2 separate regions of the Mus musculus genome follow, and region 2 is linked to region 1. A link is a contact called in public HiChIP or PLAC-seq data. All regions are on one chromosome and are shown on one strand. Each heading gives the region's core, a stretch centred on a gene start, on an enhancer-like site or on the middle of the called end of the contact. The rest is flanking DNA. Distances are from core to core; before and after follow the strand shown. Region 1 overlaps 1110059E24Rik (RIKEN cDNA 1110059E24 gene). Region 2 overlaps Abhd17b (abhydrolase domain containing 17B).

Evidence for each region. HiChIP or PLAC-seq counts read pairs in DNA pulled down with a chosen protein or histone mark.
Region 2: a contact with region 1 is called in an H3K27ac HiChIP or PLAC-seq map of embryonic stem cells, with 22 read pairs. The contact joins two enhancer-like sites. A contact is called at or near these places in 2 of 484 Hi-C or Micro-C datasets (double positive thymocytes and muscle stem cells), 3 of 115 datasets of contacts at active chromatin or transcription factors (embryonic fibroblasts and embryonic stem cells) and 3 of 9 other capture datasets (adipose tissue, liver and pancreatic islet).

Annotation. Positions count from the first base shown.
Region 1 is chr19:21,600,343-21,603,188 of GRCm38.p6, reverse strand. The region is part of intron 2 of 1110059E24Rik (RIKEN cDNA 1110059E24 gene); the gene reads left to right. Among named protein-coding and RNA genes, the nearest start is that of Gm38486, 5.6 kb to the right of the region's middle. Within about 2 kb of position 1,253, at least 14 of the 459 cell types and tissues checked have an H3K27ac peak or open chromatin away from gene starts, as enhancers often do. A contact at or near this core is called in embryonic stem cells, where this site is marked.
Region 2 is chr19:21,673,232-21,676,120 of GRCm38.p6, reverse strand. The region is part of intron 1 of Abhd17b (abhydrolase domain containing 17B); the gene reads right to left. Among named protein-coding and RNA genes, the nearest start is that of Abhd17b, 21 kb to the right of the region's middle. Within about 2 kb of position 1,585, at least 15 of the 459 cell types and tissues checked have an H3K27ac peak or open chromatin away from gene starts, as enhancers often do. A contact at or near this core is called in embryonic stem cells, where this site is marked.

The sequences.
Region 1 (2,846 bases), core at 4-2,503:
CATGAGCACACTGTAATTCAGGTGTCCTCAGTCCCAGAGGTTTTCATGCTCAAGGGGAAGCAGCTTGGGACCCACTGGGAACAGTGTGCCTCAAAAGAAGTTGGCGACTCTTAAAGATGATGTAATGAAGTCTGTCCCTGGTTCAGCTTTTGGTTTTTGGTTTTTTTTCCCCCGAGACAGGGTTTCTCTGTATAGCCCTGGCTGTGCTGGAGCTCACTTTGTAGACCAGGCTGGCCTCGAACCCAGAAATCCACCTGTCTCTGCCTCCCGAGTGCTGGGATTAAAGGCGTGTGCCACCACTGCCCAGCCCTGGTTCAGATCTTAGGAAGTCAGCACTTATTTTTCCTTTTCTGTTTTCATTATAAACCAACTATTCTATTTTAAAGATGTGTATTACGGATTCCTTTGTCAGTAAATAGGGTTTATTAGAACAATTTGTGTTGAATTTAGCCACTTTCAACTGATTAGTTGTAATATACACATAGCCAAAATAGCTTAAGTGCTTGTTTTCTGGCATTTCCCTCTCTCTCTCTCTCTCTCTCTCTCTCTCTTTCTCTCTCTCTCTCTCTCTCTCGCACACACACACACATACACACACACACACACACACACACACACACACAGAAATATGAAAAGGAAGGAAAACTAGGATTAACACCCATGACATTTCCTTAATAAAATACTATAAATGTAGCAATTCTTTTTTTTTTTTTTCAAGGAAAAAAGTATTTAGGTAAATGTAAAGTTATTTCTTACTATAAAGTGGTGTGAGGTGTGAGGAAAGCAGGTGGAGTGACGAGAGGTTTTTTTGTTTGTTTGTTTGTTTGTTTGTTTGGTTGGTTTTACAATACAGGGTTTCTCTGTATAGCCCTGGCTGTCCTGGAACTTGTTTTGTAGACCCGGCTGGCCTCGAACTCAGAAATCTGCCTGCCTCTGCCTCCTAAGTGCTGGGACTATAGGCGTGCACCACGACCGCCCGGCCCAACGAGAGATTTATAGCTGGTTTTAAAGATTGAAAAATACTTTGTGGGTTTTATGCAACTTGAAATGGGTGTCTATTAAAGTGCTACATAAACTATTCTCCTATTTAGGATCAGGGTTCTTTGTGTTTAAAACTCAGTGTTGTACTGAGCATGTGGTTTGTGTAAAACAGCAAACCTCTGGTAGCTTGGGGACTCCTCTCCTTTACTCATGGTCTGTGCCTGGGTTATGTACTTGAAAGAAAAGGCACACCCACACCCTCTTGGGAGACAGAAAATGAAGACTAAAGACTGTTGTCATGGCTACTGCCACCAACATGCCTGACCTATGGAAAGACCCTTTCACTCAGGCAGACATATTACCTAACAAAACGTGGTGTTCCGAATGAATTTCACTTTGAAAAGATCACACTTGCTTTCAGCAGCATTCAGATTTCTTCTGTTCTCAGAATTGGTCCTTGTAACCTTCACCAGGGCTCAGAAACCCCCACTTAGGAATCTTTTAATTATGATGGATATCAAGAGTTCTCAAGTGTTTGTGGGCATAAGAATTCATTGAAGAATTTAGCAGACTCCTGGGGCTCACTCCCAAGATTTTGGCCATGTAAACAATACGTGGAGCATTTAGCAAGCTATGCTGATGTGTAATTCTTAAGAGTCACCTTTGTTGGAGCAGATGGATTGAGACTGTAAACAATTGAGCCATTTTCAAGATTTACATATAGATCTTAACACTGATAGCGCCCTCGGATACAGTGTTAACCCTGCATTGGCAATTTAGTAAAGATCTACTGATTCCAGAGGTCTTCAGCGTGAGACAAATATTTATCAAAAAGAAAACATGCTTGTTAGTTGCTTGAATTCTCAGATGACCTAAACTATTTTAGGACATTAAGAAGTTAAAGTTGAGAGACTTTAATGGGAGTGGGCATGGGATAGGGGGTTTGGCAGGGAGGATGACTGGGAAAGGGGATAACATTTAAAATGTAAAAAAAAAAAAAAAAAAAAAGAAATTAAAGTTAAAAATTAAATGACCTCAAACTTAAAAGAAAAAAAAAGAAAATGTTATAGATTGGGACTTATTCCTCGTGGTCCTAATGATATAGTCTTAAAGTATAGAATAATTTAGTAAAGCCTTTTAGAATAATGTAATCCAAGTTTACCACAGTTTTAATAGCTTTTCATTTAGCTCTATGTCAAAGGCTTTTATTATCTTAAGTTTTGCTTACAATCTAATTTCCCACAGTTGAGGCCCTTTGTATAATTTCGTACAATAAATGATGTGTTCGAATAGTGGCTTGCATCCAACATAGCACACCCGGCCAAAGCAGTTCCATGTGTAAGAGGTTTATTGGGGAGGGGGGGAGGTCGCGCAAGGTGGTGGCGAAGAGAGAAAGGGAGACCAGAGGGCCTTTCTTTATATATGGGTGATGGTGGAACACAGGTAAAGGTGGGAGGTGAGCCAAGTGGATTCTGGGAATATAGTGGCTGTTGCCTTGACAACAGGTCTGCGGGTCCTGCCTATGTGATGTCACGGGTTTCGGAGGTCCTGATACCAACAATAAAGCTCAGCCTTGCAGTGAACAGCTGCAGTATAGCCTGAGGTTTAGCTGAAGTTGTTAGATCAGCGGCTCATGGAAGATAAGAAATTGTAATTACCCAAGAATTGCTTGTCAACTTAGGATCAGGCCTACCTTATGCCCACTGCTGGCAAACACTGGTCTGCTTTCCTTCCCTGTCCATGGCATTTCCCGAATGCCAGATGTAGGGATTCCACATTGTGTGACCTCTTGCTGAGGAGGCGTCCACTGAAGGGGTGCAGCTGGGTTTTATGCACTGACCAGCTGAAAACATCTCGGGGGTGCT
Region 2 (2,889 bases), core at 336-2,835, 73 kb before region 1:
CTTTTGACAAAATCCAATCTGCTCGTGTTAAAAGTCCTGAAGAAACTTAAAAGAAACATATATCACAAAACCATAAGAATATTTATATGAAGCACCTACAACCCATATTATATTACATGGGGAAAGACAAAGCATTTCCACTAAAATGAAAAACAAGATACGAGAAGCAAATAAAAAGGATATAAATAGGAAAGGAAGAAGCCAACGTGTATCTGCAGATGACATGACTCTTTCTATATATGAGACCCTAAAGACTCTACAAGTAAACTCTTAGCGCTGATAAAACATTTTCAGCAAAGTAGCAGAATACAAAATTAACGCATTAAAAAAGAAAACAAACAAACAACCACCAAAATCCAAACCCAACAGCCTTTCAACATACTAATAACACCCCCCCCCACGCCCCCCAAAAATCTGAGAAACATTTCCATTGTCTAAAACCAACCAGGGACAGCCCCCACCCCAATAAAAACTCCAAACCTGTGGACTAAACCATGGATATGAAACATTTCTATAATGAAAACTTAAAAATAGTTTAAAAAGAAATTGAGAAAGACACCAGGATTAAAAAAGATCTCCCATGCTCACTGACTGAGCCAGAGTTTCTCATAGTGCCTTACGTTGGCCATCAAGGTCCAGAGATCTGTCTTCACTTTTACAATGCTGGACGCCAACGCCTTGGGTTTATAAAGGCGCTAGCAATCGAACTCAGGTTTTCATACTTGTAGAACAATCGCTGTACTGATTATTTCACCAGCCTACAAGGACGTGTACATTTAACAACTAATGAGTTACAACTTTAGGTTGTGAGGATGAGGTAGGTAATGAGGTGCAGAGAACAGAGGTGCCAAAGGTAGGGAACAGAGCTTCTCACTTCCCAGTTGCTTTCCAAATGACTGTGCTTATCCTGGAACTTACATGTAAGCGCGCGCGCGCGCACACACACACACACACACACACACACACACACACACACACACACACATGATCCCATGATGACAAAACAAGTAAACTGTGTTTACACTTCACAGCTCTTTTGCTTTTCTTTCCTGACGTTTCTGAGCTATGACTTTTTCAAAAGGAAGGTAGTCTTCAAATGTATATATATCTTAGGAAGTCTTTGGACACATGTATCAGGATTTTCCCTGTCCAATTATATTAGTGCAGAGGAGGCCTGTGATTGGACAGGGAAAAGGGAGGCGGAGCTAAGAGTTGCAGAGACAGGAAGCATCTAAGATGGCGGTAGATGTGAACCCACATGGCGTTTACCAGCCACAAGTAGTTGTGAGTATAGAATAGTTGGGGTAAAGCTTTATCATTATCAATTGGTTCTGAAATTATTGTACTGGCTTCTTGCAAATTGTGATATTATTGATACATAAATCTGATTGGATTGGTTAGTTAAGCTTTAAGGATCTTGATTTTACCTGGTTATTGGGTATTGTGATATGCAACCACGAGGTTGGCGGTTCCATTTAGTTACTGGAATGTGGGATCGCTGACTACACGGGTTTCTGGCTGAGGAAGAACTAGCGGCTCCAGGGACAAGCGAACAAGGGCTGGGAGTGCAGTGATCGGGCATAGTGGGGGCTAGCTGGGGAGAGTAGCTTGGTGAGAACATGCCGGCACGGCACCGCACGGCACCGGCACTAGCTCTGGAACAATCCGGTTCAGTTTTTTTTTTTTTTCCTTTCCTTTCCTTTCCTTTCCTTTCCTTTCCTTTCCTTTCCTTTCCTTTTTTCTTTTTTTTCTTTTTTTTCCAAGACAGGGTTTCTCTATATAGCTCTAGCTGACCTGGAACTCACTTTGTAGACCAGGCTGGCCTCGAACTCAGAAATCCGCCTGCCTCTGCCTCCCGAGTGCTGGGATTAGAGGCGTGCGCCATAAATGTCTGTTTCCCAAACTGTACCAGAAACAGAGCAAGGGCTGGAGTCGCAGCACAGTAACAGAGTGCTTGCTTAGTGTGTATAAGGCCCTGAATTCACCCCATGGACCAGGAATTAAAAATACTATCATCAATTTGGAGGTATAAGTATGAGCACCCCAGAGATTTGTATTATTTAGATGAATTGATGGTTTAATGAAACCAATGAGACGCGTAGAATGCTAATGAATAGCAGTGAGCCTAGAAACCAACCGTGAGCAACTAAAATCCTGGAGTCTACGTATTCATTCTAGAGTAAGTTTTTCCCTTCTGAAAACTATGTAGCAACTCTACTATAGTTCTTAAATCTCTATTACTGATACTTATGAGCTCATTATATTTTCTCGATTTACCAAGGCTCTGACATAGATTACTACCAAACAAGCGCCTGGTTTTAAGAGTGATGGCTTTTCTTTCCCTCTCAGGTACAGTGTTGCTTGGTAGTCCAGGTTGGTTGCCACTTGGCAAATACGAGGATTACGAGCATACACTACAATATCTAATGGATAGCAATCTTTTCAAGGATAACTTTTTCCATAAAAAAAAAATTAAAATGTATTCCTCATAAATTAAAAGTCTGGGTGCTGAAGAGATGGCTCTGAGGCTGAGAGCACAAAATGTTCTCTCAATCCCAGGGAAGCAGGGTTCAACCCCAGCACTCACGACGACAACACAACTGCCTGTAATATCAGTGCCAGTGGATCTGAAACCAAGCACTCATGTGGTGCACAGTCATACATGCAGACAAGACACTCATACACATAAAATGAAATAAATTTTTTGTTGTTGTTGTTTTCGTTTTTTTGTTTGTTTGTTTGTTTTGGTTTTTTTTCGAGACAGGGTTTCTCTGTGTGGCCCTGGCTGTCCTGGAACTCACTCTGTAGACCAGACTGGCCTCGAACTCAGAAATTCACATGCCTTTGCAGAAAATATTGTTTCTTTCCTTCCCTTGTTTCCAGAGAGTT